2 separate regions of the Mus musculus genome follow, and region 2 is linked to region 1. The links are chromatin contacts, called in public Hi-C maps. All regions are on one chromosome and are shown on one strand. Each heading gives the region's core, a stretch centred on a gene start, on an enhancer-like site or on the middle of the called end of the contact. The rest is flanking DNA. Distances are from core to core; before and after follow the strand shown. Region 1 overlaps Btbd9 (BTB (POZ) domain containing 9). Region 2 overlaps Btbd9 (BTB (POZ) domain containing 9).

What was found. A called contact is a pair of places that touch in the nucleus more often than the background predicts.
Region 2: a contact with region 1 is called in a Hi-C map of cortical neurons, with 2.9 times the contacts expected there. The contact joins two enhancer-like sites. A contact is called at or near these places in 3 of 39 promoter capture datasets (the 3T3-L1 cell line, hippocampal neurons and liver), 6 of 15 datasets of contacts at CTCF or cohesin (embryonic stem cells, large pre-B cells, pro-B cells and 1 more), 96 of 484 Hi-C or Micro-C datasets (the 3T3-L1 cell line, 8-cell embryo, B cells and 44 more), 9 of 115 datasets of contacts at active chromatin or transcription factors (astrocytes, differentiating embryonic stem cells, embryonic stem cells and 4 more) and 1 of 9 other capture datasets (embryonic stem cells).

Annotation. Positions count from the first base shown.
Region 1 is chr17:30,223,314-30,229,429 of GRCm38.p6, forward strand. It overlaps Btbd9 (BTB (POZ) domain containing 9), which reads right to left. Exons shown (of 11, transcript NM_027060.1): 10 at 5,487-5,565. Among named protein-coding and RNA genes, the nearest start is that of Zfand3, 220 kb to the left of the region's middle. Within about 2 kb of position 2,273, at least 14 of the 459 cell types and tissues checked have an H3K27ac peak or open chromatin away from gene starts, as enhancers often do. A contact at or near this core is called in cortical neurons, where this site is marked.
Region 2 is chr17:30,455,905-30,462,020 of GRCm38.p6, forward strand. All of the region lies in intron 6 of Btbd9 (BTB (POZ) domain containing 9), which reads right to left. Among named protein-coding and RNA genes, the nearest start is that of Btbd9, 120 kb to the right of the region's middle. Within about 2 kb of position 2,602, at least 32 of the 459 cell types and tissues checked have an H3K27ac peak or open chromatin away from gene starts, as enhancers often do. A contact at or near this core is called in cortical neurons, where this site is marked.

The DNA of each region.
Region 1 (6,116 bases), core at 1,023-3,522:
CCTCCATCTTTCAGTTAAACCACACGCTAACTTTTTCAATGTTTTTACAGGAGAAGGCGAAGGGGGAGGGGAAGGAAGGAGTGGAAGGGGAAGGAGAGGGGAGGAGAGCCCACTGTGAACTGCAGCAGAAACTGAGAAAAGGGAATAAATACTGATCAATGACTTTGTTTCTCAGCTGAGGGATTTGCACAGAGCACGTTCCTGCCAAGCAGGACAGACAGCATTTCCGATCCACACTTCTGTCCTAGGTACATGTCTTTATAAAACCCAGCCTTCCTCTCACTAGCTGCCCACAGGTAGATGAAGGCTTAAGGACTGTCCCTCCATCCCAGGACCGCACCCATCACCATGTCAGCCATGAGCCAGCCCCATTATAGCAGCCAGTGACCTCTTCTGCTCACCTCGGAGACCCGAAAGCCCACCTCCAGTGACATACTTCCTCCAACTAGGCCGCACCTCCTAATCTTTCCAATCTTTTCAAATACTATAGCTTTCCAGTGACTAAGCATTCAAACACAAGTCTTTCGAGGCCATTCTTATTCAGGTCACCACAATGCTATTTTCAAACAAGGGACGACTTAACAGGGAGACATCTGGGGGAGAAGAGTGGGGACAGGGTTTCATGAAGCCCAGAATGGCCTGAAATTTATACACAGCTGAGGGTGGCCCAAAACTCCTGATCTTTCTGCCTCTACCTTCCAAGTGCTGGGTTAAAGGCGTGCACCTCGGTATGAAGGCGCACGTATTATTTTCTATGAGTATTAATTTATCCCTGGGTATGGAATTAAGATTCTGCTGACAATGCTTAGGCCTGGCACCGCTCCCTCCTAACCACAGAGAGCTACAACCCTACTGTTTGGAAAGTTCTGGAAAAAAAGTAACCTTTCCTTAGGTAGAGCTACAATCGTTTTCCTCCTCTTCTTCCTCCTTCTGTTTAATGTGTTTCTGAGTCGCCTTCTGACTGGGCTGAGAGTCACCTAGGAGACGGGTGTCCTGTGGAGGCATTTCCAGAAGGAAATGCCTGACTGAGTGACGCTGCACCCTGACAGTAAGCGCCACCCTGGCACCGCACCTGAGTGCACGTGGCCCAGCGACTGCAGCTCAACTGTTCCTTCTGGGAGCCATTCTTAGCCCTCCGGTCAGAGGACACAGAGCCTAAGCAAGGTGAGGGAAGGGCCTCTTGTTAGTCTGTGGGGAAACTTCCAAGTCATTTAAAAGCAAAGCAAACGCACAGAAAAGAGTGGGGAGAATCCGTGGCCCCAGGGTTTCTGGGATGCCTGAGTCCCCAGTCCTGGCAGATGTGACCTGGCCAGGGCTTACTCCTACAAAGGTCAACAGTAAAGTGACTTGGGGTCACGAAGTGGTGGGGGAAGGTGGCACAGTGTGGCCTGTCTTTTCTTGCCTCCCTGCCACATGCCAGCTGGTTCTCCTGTGGTCCCCTCAGCCTTTCCACAGGCACTTAACCCCCACTGAGTGCCTCGCTGCTGAGGTCTGCTACCTTCCCAGATCCCACTCTGCACTTCTCCTCCTCCCTCCATCTTCTCACAAGTGCCACATTGCCCTCTCCTCCCAGGACAAGAGGACACAACCTTGAGCAAGACTCCAGCTCTCCCTCCTCCCTCCTCTTCTCACTAGTGATCCCTGAGAGCTGACTCTTGGACTCCTGCACAGACACTCTGTCCCCACTCACCCTGTGGAGGACTGTGTGTGCCATGCCATGGTCTCCACTCTCAGGAGCTGCAGTGCAGGGCATAGGCCTACTCCTCTGGGACCACTCCCCAAGTCCAGCTGTCTGTGCACCCAGGCTGCTGCTGCCCTCACACTGCACACAGTACCCTGTCCATGGTAGCACATGAGCCTGTGTGTGCCAGGGTCGGTTCATGCTGTACCCTCCAGGAGTACAGTCTCTCTGGAGGAATAGGGGCTGCAGGCTGGAGCTGTCCATTGCAGGGCAGGGCTATCTTGTGCAGGGCAGGGCTATTTTGTGCAGGGTGGGGCTGTCTTCTCTATTTGCTCTGAGTCTGCAGCTACCTGCTGTTTGCTGCATGTCTGCCACTGCAGGGCACAGAGGGCCTTCTGGGCCCAGATGTCTCTGGGGAGAACTCTGAAGGACAGTCCTGCAGGGGATCAGGGCACACGCCAGAGGAGGTCTGGGAAATAATTATCTCAGGCCAGCAATGAACATTTATTTAGTTTTTCCAGAGTCTGTCTCCCTGGCTTTATTTTTCCACTAAAGCCACATGTTGCTATGGGAACGAGGCGGTACTAGGATCCCAGAAGCACTCGCAGGCCCCTCAGCCTGGAAGGCAGCTCAAGCAGCCAAATGCAGACCCTGCCCTGCTGCTGCTGGCCAGTGAGACCCTCTTGCAGCAAGCTCATAGCTGGTTACCATTCCTGGCATGGACACAGAGTGGGATGACCTGCAAGCCCTCATCTAGATGCTCTCAGGATGCTCAGAGAAACCCTACCCTTCGGCCATCCCTAGGCATGCCCGCATCAGGACCACAGCAGATACCCTGTCCCCCTGTCCACCATTTGAAACATGACTTAGAAATAAATGTTACTCGAGTACAGGGCTCTTCAAGAGGGACACTCTGCTAGACAGAGAGGCTGTAGTTCCTAGACATGCTCAAGCTCAGCCCCACAACACCCCTCCGCTAGCATGTTTGTTGCACAACGCAAGCCCATGAGCATATGATGCAGTTACCCGAGGTATAGGCCAGGGTGGAGCAGTGCCCACTTTGGCATCTCACTATCTCTCATGATTTTTAGGGAGACACAGCAATCAGATGTTAGGGGCCACCCTAACTTGATGTAACACTGTCCCTGGCCCCGTCCCAACTCTTAGGAAAGTGACTGTTCATCATCAAGAGGCAGACCATGGTACAGAAGTTCCAAGAGGATGTCTAGGGAGGATCTCCCGGTACAGAGTACTTATCTATATCACAGTTAATGAGAACTATACACACTTAGCCACCACCGAGGTGTGAGAAGAGCTCTCCTGCCTGACCTAAGCCTTCCTACCCAGGAATTCCAGGCTGTTAGAGACAGTGGCTGTCCCCTTCCTGACCTTTGCCTTAGCAGGGTTCTTACATGAAATCTCTCCTAGTCTGTGGCGTACGGAAAGGGGATCCTACTATCTGAGATCCTTGGTGTCCTTTAGCCCACTGTGACGTGCATCCAACATGGATGGGACCACTGTGTTGACCGCCAGTTCTTCTGTGGATAGGTGGGAACTGGGCCAACAGGGAGGAGAAGCAGGGCTTCCTAAAGGACTGCAGAAGGCTGGAGGGAAGCATGCTCAAATGGGTGACTAAGAGACCAGAACCTCTACAGATGGAGCAGCTGCCATTGCCCAGAGCTGCCTAGATTTAAGGTAAAGGGGGAGTTACCACAGCAGACAGGTGCTAAGCCTCTGGATGAAGAGGGCCTGGCTGGACACAGTCCAGTCATGGGCACAGACCCCTCCTCAGTATCTGCCCTCTGTTATTCTAAGCCAGCTGGATGTTCGAGGGTTAAGGCAGAATCTACCATGGAGGCTGAGACCTTGTTATCTCATGGGCTCTAGGCTGTAGAGACTACAGAGAAGTCCCTACAAGGAGCGTCTCAGCCACATCCATACTGACTAGGACACCCTGTCCCCATCCTGGCTGCTCACAACCCCACTCTGGCAAAGCATCAGGGTGCTCATGGTCTCCTTCCTTTTATGAACACAGTGGCTATTTCATGGCCAATTAAAGAACAAGACCCAGGTCCTCCTGTGTACCATGACAACAGCAGCATCAGTACATGCCTGGGGTACAAGAACTCAGCTGAAGGAAACAAGTCCTATAAGAACTCCACATCCATATCCCCCCAGATTCATACAGTGTGACTGACTCCACCCCTGAGGAACAGCACCAGAAGGCAGGGCCTTTGAGGGCCACTAGGTTTAGAAGGGATCATGGGGCTAGAGCCCTGTGGTTAGTGTCCTCACAGAAAGGGGGGAACCAGAGCTCATGGTAATTCCACTTCCAGGGATATGTCCCAAAAAAGGCCACTCAAGGGAAGAGAGATGAGCCATCTTCTCTACCAGGAAGACTGCGTGCACTGCACCTTGGCCCTGAAAGGCTAACTTCCTGAGGTGAAGCACACATGTATCTATCTGTTCTGGTGGCATGCAACAGGCTCCCTGGGCTGACAGACGGTGCCTTCCCGGACATTCATCCCTAGGTTCCATGCCCTGGCTGTGCCCCATCGTCAGCTGTCCCTCTGGGCTGACCCCAGGAGTTCTGCTCTCCAGCTCCAAGCATCCTCCTCCCTTCTCCTTTCACTCTGCCCTGACAGGGGACACTGGTACCCCCAGAGGGTACCCCAAACTCAGGAACATTCTGTCTGGGAGTGAACTACACCCTCATGTCTCCAGGAAGATGCAGGCTTCCAGGATGACAGTTTAAGGATTCTCCCTTGAAGTCCTGTTTGTCATATATTCTATGATTTAAGATGTTTTCCAGTTGCTTACCATACCTGCTTAGGACAGAAGGTTCAGACATCTGTAAAGGTGTCAGTGGACTCACTCTTTTGAAATTTTCAGGTTAGTTTTGCAGAAAACATTTGGGGTTCTATTTACAAGCTGTTCTGTGTAAGAAATCATTGTGGGTGTGGATCATTACTATCCTAAATAAGTAAAAAGGCAAAAACAGAACTAAATTGCAACAATATTTCCACTTTTGAAAGTGTTATTTGAAGCGCTCAACACACCTAGATACTTTCTGGAAGAAGGGACATCATGAAAACAACTGTCACATCTGGGCTGGCTCTAGTGGGGTCAGGATGTTCAAATGACAATATGGAGCCCTCTTCCCCAAAGGCAGGAGGAGCCCCTCCCAGCATTCCTCTCGTCTGTCTTGTCCTTCCGTTCAATAGCTAACATGTTTTCCCTTCACACATTGGGGTACTCTGGTTGGGGTACTCTTGCAGGACTCAACAGGAGTCCCCACCCTCCGAGACGCCAGGGCAGGAGGCCAGCAAGTGGGTCCCTGGTGTGGGTGCTTATGCCACAGGCTTCCCTTCTATGGTATCACCCACCCATGGGAACACCAGCACTTCTGACCAGATCCCAGCGCGTGCTAGCTACACGCCAAGCACACACTAGCTACATACCAAGTACAGAGGCCCCGGAGGGCTCTGGTAGCTCTGGGCGAAGCAGACATGACAGTGACACAGTGCAAGCATGGCCATTACTTTAGGCTTCTCAGAGGTGTAGCTAATGAGGAACGTCAACAGAGCAAGAGAGAGAGTGCATAAGGACAAGAGTCACCCACACAGACCACAGGGGCCACAGCTTAGCCACCCACACAGCACACAGGGACAATAGCTCAGTCACTTCCTTTATATGGAGCTGTGGTAACTAAGTGCCACTGGCAGGCAGGGCCAACAGCCCACTTGGGATGCGCTGGTTACCTGGTTGTCAGGAAATGCCACTGTAGTTCTCAGGAGAGCCTTACCTCATTTGCTGTGTTGTGTGTCCCGACGATTCGGATGAAGGATGCAGGCTGTCTTTCAAAAGTGACTGACTGCCAGGACCTGAGAGGAAGCAACAGTTTGCCTGGTTAGCTGGTACAGCTGGCCCTGCTGACGGCAGCTCCTGTACCAGGAGACCCAATCTGCAGAGGGATGGGGTTGGAGATGGGGCAGGGCTTCCCCTACGATGTCACTGAAGGAAGCAGGAAAGACAGTGTCCTATTTGGGCATCTGCCATCTCCCAGAACAGGCACTGTTACTGTCTGTGACTCTGACTGAGGGTGCATAGTTATCAGGAAACAAAGCAAGACTGTAGACCATGCTTGCCTGGTGACAAGAGGATGTCTGAATGTACATAATCAAGGGTGGTAGGAGTTTATAGAAGAGATGTTCTCGTCTACGTGTGGGCAGGGCTGGGCGGGCCTGCCTCACTGGGCTGCTGCTGGCATCGGTAGGTAATTCAGTACATACAGCAAACTTGAGTCAGGGGTAGAGTGTCTGTCCTGGTAGCTGGAGAGGACGTTTTGAAGCAGGGTAGGGGGCAGTGGCTGGGTGGAACAGGGTGAGGCAGGTTCTATGCTTGAGCTTGGAGCTGCAGGGCTCACTTCCACGCC
Region 2 (6,116 bases), core at 1,352-3,851, 230 kb after region 1:
TTCTACTCATAAAAAGCCATAAGGCATGAAAACACTGCCCCAGATCATAAATCAAACAGTTACTGAGTAGAATGAACTAGGCTGTTTTCAAGAGAATAATACAAATTAATGATTTTCCTCTTTTGTTTATGCAAAAAATATAAAGCTTTGAACATGTTGGAAAATAGTCAGTCTTGTCATAGGAACCAAGGATGCAGTGCTACAATGACAGCAACAGTTCAGGTCCAAACTCAGACCGCTCTGTGGCGAGCAGAAAGTCTTCATCTATGTACAAGGAACAATGGGTTCCCATCTCATGCCAACACTGAGGGTTCAATTTCACAATATAAGAGCTACATCTGGCCCTACCACCTCAAACATGCACAGAACATCTTCAAAGATGTCAGTTCTCTTCTCTGGCCCCTCTGACGACTGAAAATTGCAAAAGACCCATCGCACAGGGAGGGGCACTTGAGGTGGAGTTAGTGGACTGGGAAGCACTCAGCGGAACCAGTGAACCTCCTTACAGCGGCTTTCTATACAAGTCCAGCCCTTTACTGCCCCACACTGAAGAGCCGGGAGGTTGCGGTCTGTTTACTTCACTCACCGTACACAGAAGGGCCGCTGGCATGGGAGTGAGTCTGAGTGAGGCTGGCAGACAGGGCCTCGCTGACCTTGCAGGGACATCTGGAAAGTAAGGACACTGAAGAGGAGGAACGGTAGCGCAGCCCCACGGGATGCTCACAGGGAACAGGATGTGCTCAGGAATAAAAATGCCTCACTTAAGCCATCTCAATTACTTCACCTGCTTCTTCCTAGTTACGGGTTTAAAGCGGGATGACAGAAGACAGTAGGGGAGTCAAGCTTCCCAACCTTTGAGCAGGGGGAGCTGGGCATGAGTGTAACCTCAAAGGACACAGCACACGGAGGACACTGGAAAGGAGCCTCACACCCTGTATGACAATGATAAAGCAAATGAGCACCATGAGGTGAAAGTGACCTACACCGGACTCTGTCAAGCTTGTGGCAGGCAAGCAACCTCACAATGACCTCAACTGTAGGATGAAAAATGGCCTTCACGACTGTCATTACTTTGATTCTTTCCTTTTAATTAATATCTTAAATAATAGTAAAGGTACTATAAGACTTTCAAGTTTATCAAAAGGAGCCTAAGTTTTAAAATGTTGAAAGCATGCTTTTGTTTTTTAAGATGTAAATAGGCTTGAGAGAAATAAGAGGGTACCAGGAGAAGGGACTCATGGGACAACTTTTAAAATTTGGGCTTAAGGCTAATGGTCATGTCAATTAATATGCTAATGAATAAGGCTTCCAGAGTCTGGTCTGCTGCTTGCCAAGTTCTCTGATGAGTTAGTGGCAACAGCCATCCTGTGCCCCTTGCTGAGCCAGTATGCTAAACAATGTCCTAACTGCTTTCCAGAGGGAACACCACCACCCAAGGTATGGGAGACAGCCCAGAGGGAACACTGACAGACAGAAGGCTGTGTCCATCTGTCTTTGTGTCCCTCCAAAGATCCACTCTGAGGACTGCCTACCTTCAAGCAGAGAACCAAAGCCACCAGCAACCCCCAACCCCCCACCCCCACCCACCCCCGGTCAACAATGGGGAATGCTTTATCCAAAAGGCAAACGCTGCGAAAGAGAAGTAGAACTATCTAGCAAGAAATGACAGATGGGTCTAGACACATAAGGTAAAGGACAGACTCGGCTCTGGTGACTCTCTGAATATTCATAGAATCTATAAAAGTCCAATTCTTTCAGAACGCAGTCTGTTAGGAATGAATATGCAACTGTACCAAATAAAAACACTGGATTTCTCCAAAAGTACACAAGGAGGGAATTTTCCCACCTCCAAGTGCTGTCACACATCGCTGCTGGATAAAGGATTATCTGAAGTTCATATTGACTTGTGATTTATACTCTCTAACTCAGGGCTCAAGGATTTCTCCCCTCCCTTCAAATGGATTCCCTCTCGAAACATTTCACTCAGCACACAAGATGATGCATACTCCACAGATGTTTCTTTTCTAACTTAATTTTTTTTTATTAATTATGTGTGCAGTGTGTCTGTGTGCGCACCTGAGTGCAGTTGCCATGGAAGTCATTAGTGCAGGGGTTTTGAGCCATCTATAGCCATCCCTGACTCTGCAAAGCAAACTGGGTACCTCATGAAGCCTAGCTGATGGCCTTAGCTACTAAGCCACCTCCCCAGTCTTTCAGGAGATGTCTCATAGGTGTGCTGTTGGAGCTAGCTAACTCTGAGATCAAAATGATCAGGCATACTGGGTCCTACATAGGGGACACTGGGCAGCAGTGTGGACGAAAAGCTTGTCCTCAAGTTCCCTCGTTCAGTATGTGGAAAGAGAAACTAAGAGACAGGAGCAGAAGATCAGGAAAGGGGCCCATACGGAGAGAAGAAAACTGCAAAGAATACTCAGGGAGAGAAGGACAGTCGATGAGGATGGCCAACCCTCAGCACCACATCACAGCCACTCATGCCAGAGGATTCCAGACACTCTAGCTACTGGGTAACAGCTGGGGCCCAGCTCTTTTCTCCATTCCAGGCAACACTGAAGTATTATTCAAGACCTAATTAGGCAAGCCTGGCTAGAGTAAACTACAGGCAACTGGCAGTGCAGCAAGCCAGCTCTGCAGAGGAGGAGTTGGGTAAGGGCATGCTTCAGGCACGTGAGAACAGATGGGTTTAAGACTAAGGTGCCCTCAGTCTCACACTCCTGTTGCAACTTGTTGCCTCTAGAGGAACACTGTCAAGTCACTTTTCTATGAACAAACATCTCTAGAGAGACCAAGAATCAGGTAACTCCCAACAAATGACCTGGGCCAGAAGTCTGATCATTTATAACAGAAGCTACCTTCCTGTGAGAGTCTGGCGGCCTGCAGCACCTGTCTTTGGTACCCATAGCCAGATCCCAGCCATCTCGGTCTTCTCCAGACTTGCACAAGGTTATCAAGGACAAGCCACAACGTCAGAACCAGTCTGTCATCTACACTCCATATTCATGGGCAGAGGAACACTATAAATACTTCCAAACAGCAGACTGTACCAAGGAGCTGAACAGAACATAAATAAGTTGCTTCATTATTTAGAGGCAAAGATACTTCTCAAAGCCGCATGGTTCTCTTGATCTGCTCCATAGTACTAACCAACAACAAAAATACAGAGCAGGGAGCAGCCCATGAGCACTGGACAGAACGTTCTGTTTACAATCCTCTGCCAAGCAGTACCCTGAACCCTTCCGCTCACAGCCCGAACCCAACAGTAACAGAGAGCAGGCATCAGAGGGAGAGCGGGTGTCAACTACTGACCCTGCACACATTCAATTTAATAAAAAAGTTCTTCTCAGACCAAGAAGACAACAGCAACACTCCTAAGCTTCACTTTACATAGTAAGTGCATGGGTGTCACTTTGATCTTGGCCATGTCTGTTGTTGACACCAGGCCAGTTATAGGCTCCACAGTGATTTTTCTTGCAAAATTACACACAAAACAAATGGGGTCCATGGGTATAAATTCCACAAAACAAAAATCTGTACACTGAATGAAGTTAAATTTTTTTAAAGATTTATTTATTATATATAAGTACACTGTAGCTGTCTTCAGACACTCCAGAAGAGGGTATCAGATCTCATTACAGATGGTTGTGAGCCACCATGTGGTTGCTGGGATTTGAACTCAGGACCTTCAGAAGAGCAGTCAGTGCTCTTAACCGCTGAGCATCTCACCAGCCAGAAGTTAAATTTTAACCATACCAAATCATATAGCATTTTTAAAGACACACACACAGTAACAAGTGGCAGAGTCTCTGGGGTCTTTGGTGATGGCCTCTGCCAAGCCTGCCTTCTGTCAGCACTCTTCTCTTTACTAAGCCAACACTACTTAGGTAACACAACAGAGCAGAGGAAAAAAAAATACTATTAACAAATTAAGTACTCTTGTCTCATGCTCTTCAGAGGAGTGTGCCAAGCCCAGCACATTCGTCACGGCAGTCTTGCAGTCTCGGAAGCACGGTGCCCAGGGACCGCCTGCTCTGCATTCAGCACACAAATCACTTTGACTGTGATCATATGCATTTATCTTTATTTTTAAAATCTCCTCATTGTTGCCAATGGCACTTGAGCATTATTATTACTAATCCAGCTATTCCTAATAACAGTGTTTAAGTAACTTGTCATCTTGGGAACCTTTACAGACAATAGCTAATTAATTGTCAAGCATTTAATGTAACAGAATTCTAATCTCCAACCTCTGAAGCAGGGTATTTATTTGTTATTATGGCAAAACTTTTGTTGGAATTGCTTATTTATGTAATATATCTTCTCTATCAGCTCAATTCTAATTTCTCTATCTGCTTCTGTAAGTAAAATAAACCATCACATGCACAAAGACGCGGACAGTGCACTTCACACACAGCAATGAATCGCTCGCGACTGCTTTTATTCACACTACAATAGATTCTTTATTATATGCAGGAAAAACAAAACAAAACACCATAGATTATATCTCTTGTTTGCAAGATATGCTCACAGAGTTTCGATAGGAACAAGAACCTGAAGATGCAGCATGCTATGTCTTAGTGTGCGAGGGAACATGATACTCTGTTGACATCTTGTTCCTACTATCAAACAACCAGGGAGGTTCCCAATCAGGTGTCAGAGAAGCCATGTAAGCTTCCTGGTGAAACGTCGCCACAATCTTCAGAGGCCTCATCTTTAGTCTGCCAAACAGCTGAGCTGAACACTGCGCTGACAGTTTTTAAACTTGCAATAGTCATTTGAAATCAATATTTAAAAGGTATAAACAAGATCATTTTTGTCTGCAAATCTCCTCACACACATAACCCCATCCTTTCCATATGACAATGCAAATGGTCTGAATCCACCAAAGAAGAGAAAGGTGTCAAAAGACAGGAGATAGAATCCCTTTCTCCTGCCCTTAATGAGGTCTCCAGAGCCAAAGGCAAACAAGTAACAAATGGTACCTTCCACATATTGGGGGTGGGGGTAGGGAAAGCTTGTCATCTGAAATTAATTGAACTTAGCCATGCCAAGAAAACACTGGTAATAAACCCTCCCCATCTAAATTAAGGGTTTTATACCATGAAAAAAATTTATGGCAGTAATTTCATCTGGGTTTTTCAAGAAGTGCTTGCTGATTTTCTTGTACTCAGTAGAGAAATCCCCAAGGAGCCATGTAGACTGCAATAAGGCAGCCTTCTAAAGAGACACCATTTAATTTCTCACTCCTCCTCCTGCACCATCCACACACTTCTACTTTGTTCTGGCTCAGTATTAACTCCCTCAACACAATCCTCCTCCCTGAACTCTCAGCAGCATCTCCCGATGCTGGTACACTGGTACTGGACCCGCAAGTCCCATCCTCCAACACTAGAATATTAGGGTCAGGCAAGAGCCACAGAGGCCCTTGGAGCTCACACATTCAAAACTCTGGGTTCCAGTTTGCTTGGTTTTGCTTAAGTTTCTTAATGACAAAAAGCCACCCTGATAAAGAGCAACAAAAAGTTGTAACTTCCAAGTAAACCCACCCCTCAGCTCCTTTAATGTTGGCATCAAAATCTGGCAAGCAATCTCAATTGCCAATCTCTAGGTCCTCCAAGCAGCCAGTAACAAAACCATGCACTGTGACTCGTAAGGGGTCTGCAAGCCTTGGCACCAAGCCTTCCTGCAGACCAAGGCACTCTGCACAAAACAGGTGTGGAGTTCTCTCAATACTATCCAAAGGGACTGCTGTGATTAATAAATTTATTAAAAACCAGAACTAACACACAGTAGCTCTTTTGGGGCAGTTTCTCAATCAATAAATGCTGTATGTAAAAGAGCTAATTCATATTACTAAAAATATTTTTGCTGTCAATATGAGTTTTATGTTGAGAAAGCAACTAACACATGTTAGTGTTTGGGTACACAGAGAGGCATCAGACACTGGCTTAGCCCAGAGGCAGGCACAGTAGGCGTTAGACACTGGCTACCACAGAGGCCAGGATGGAAGTCTTGGCCTCTTAGCATCTATTCCTTCTTTCATGGTGGTCCTCACCAGCTTACAGTTCACCCACATCTTGATATAAAGAGAGCAAAGTTCT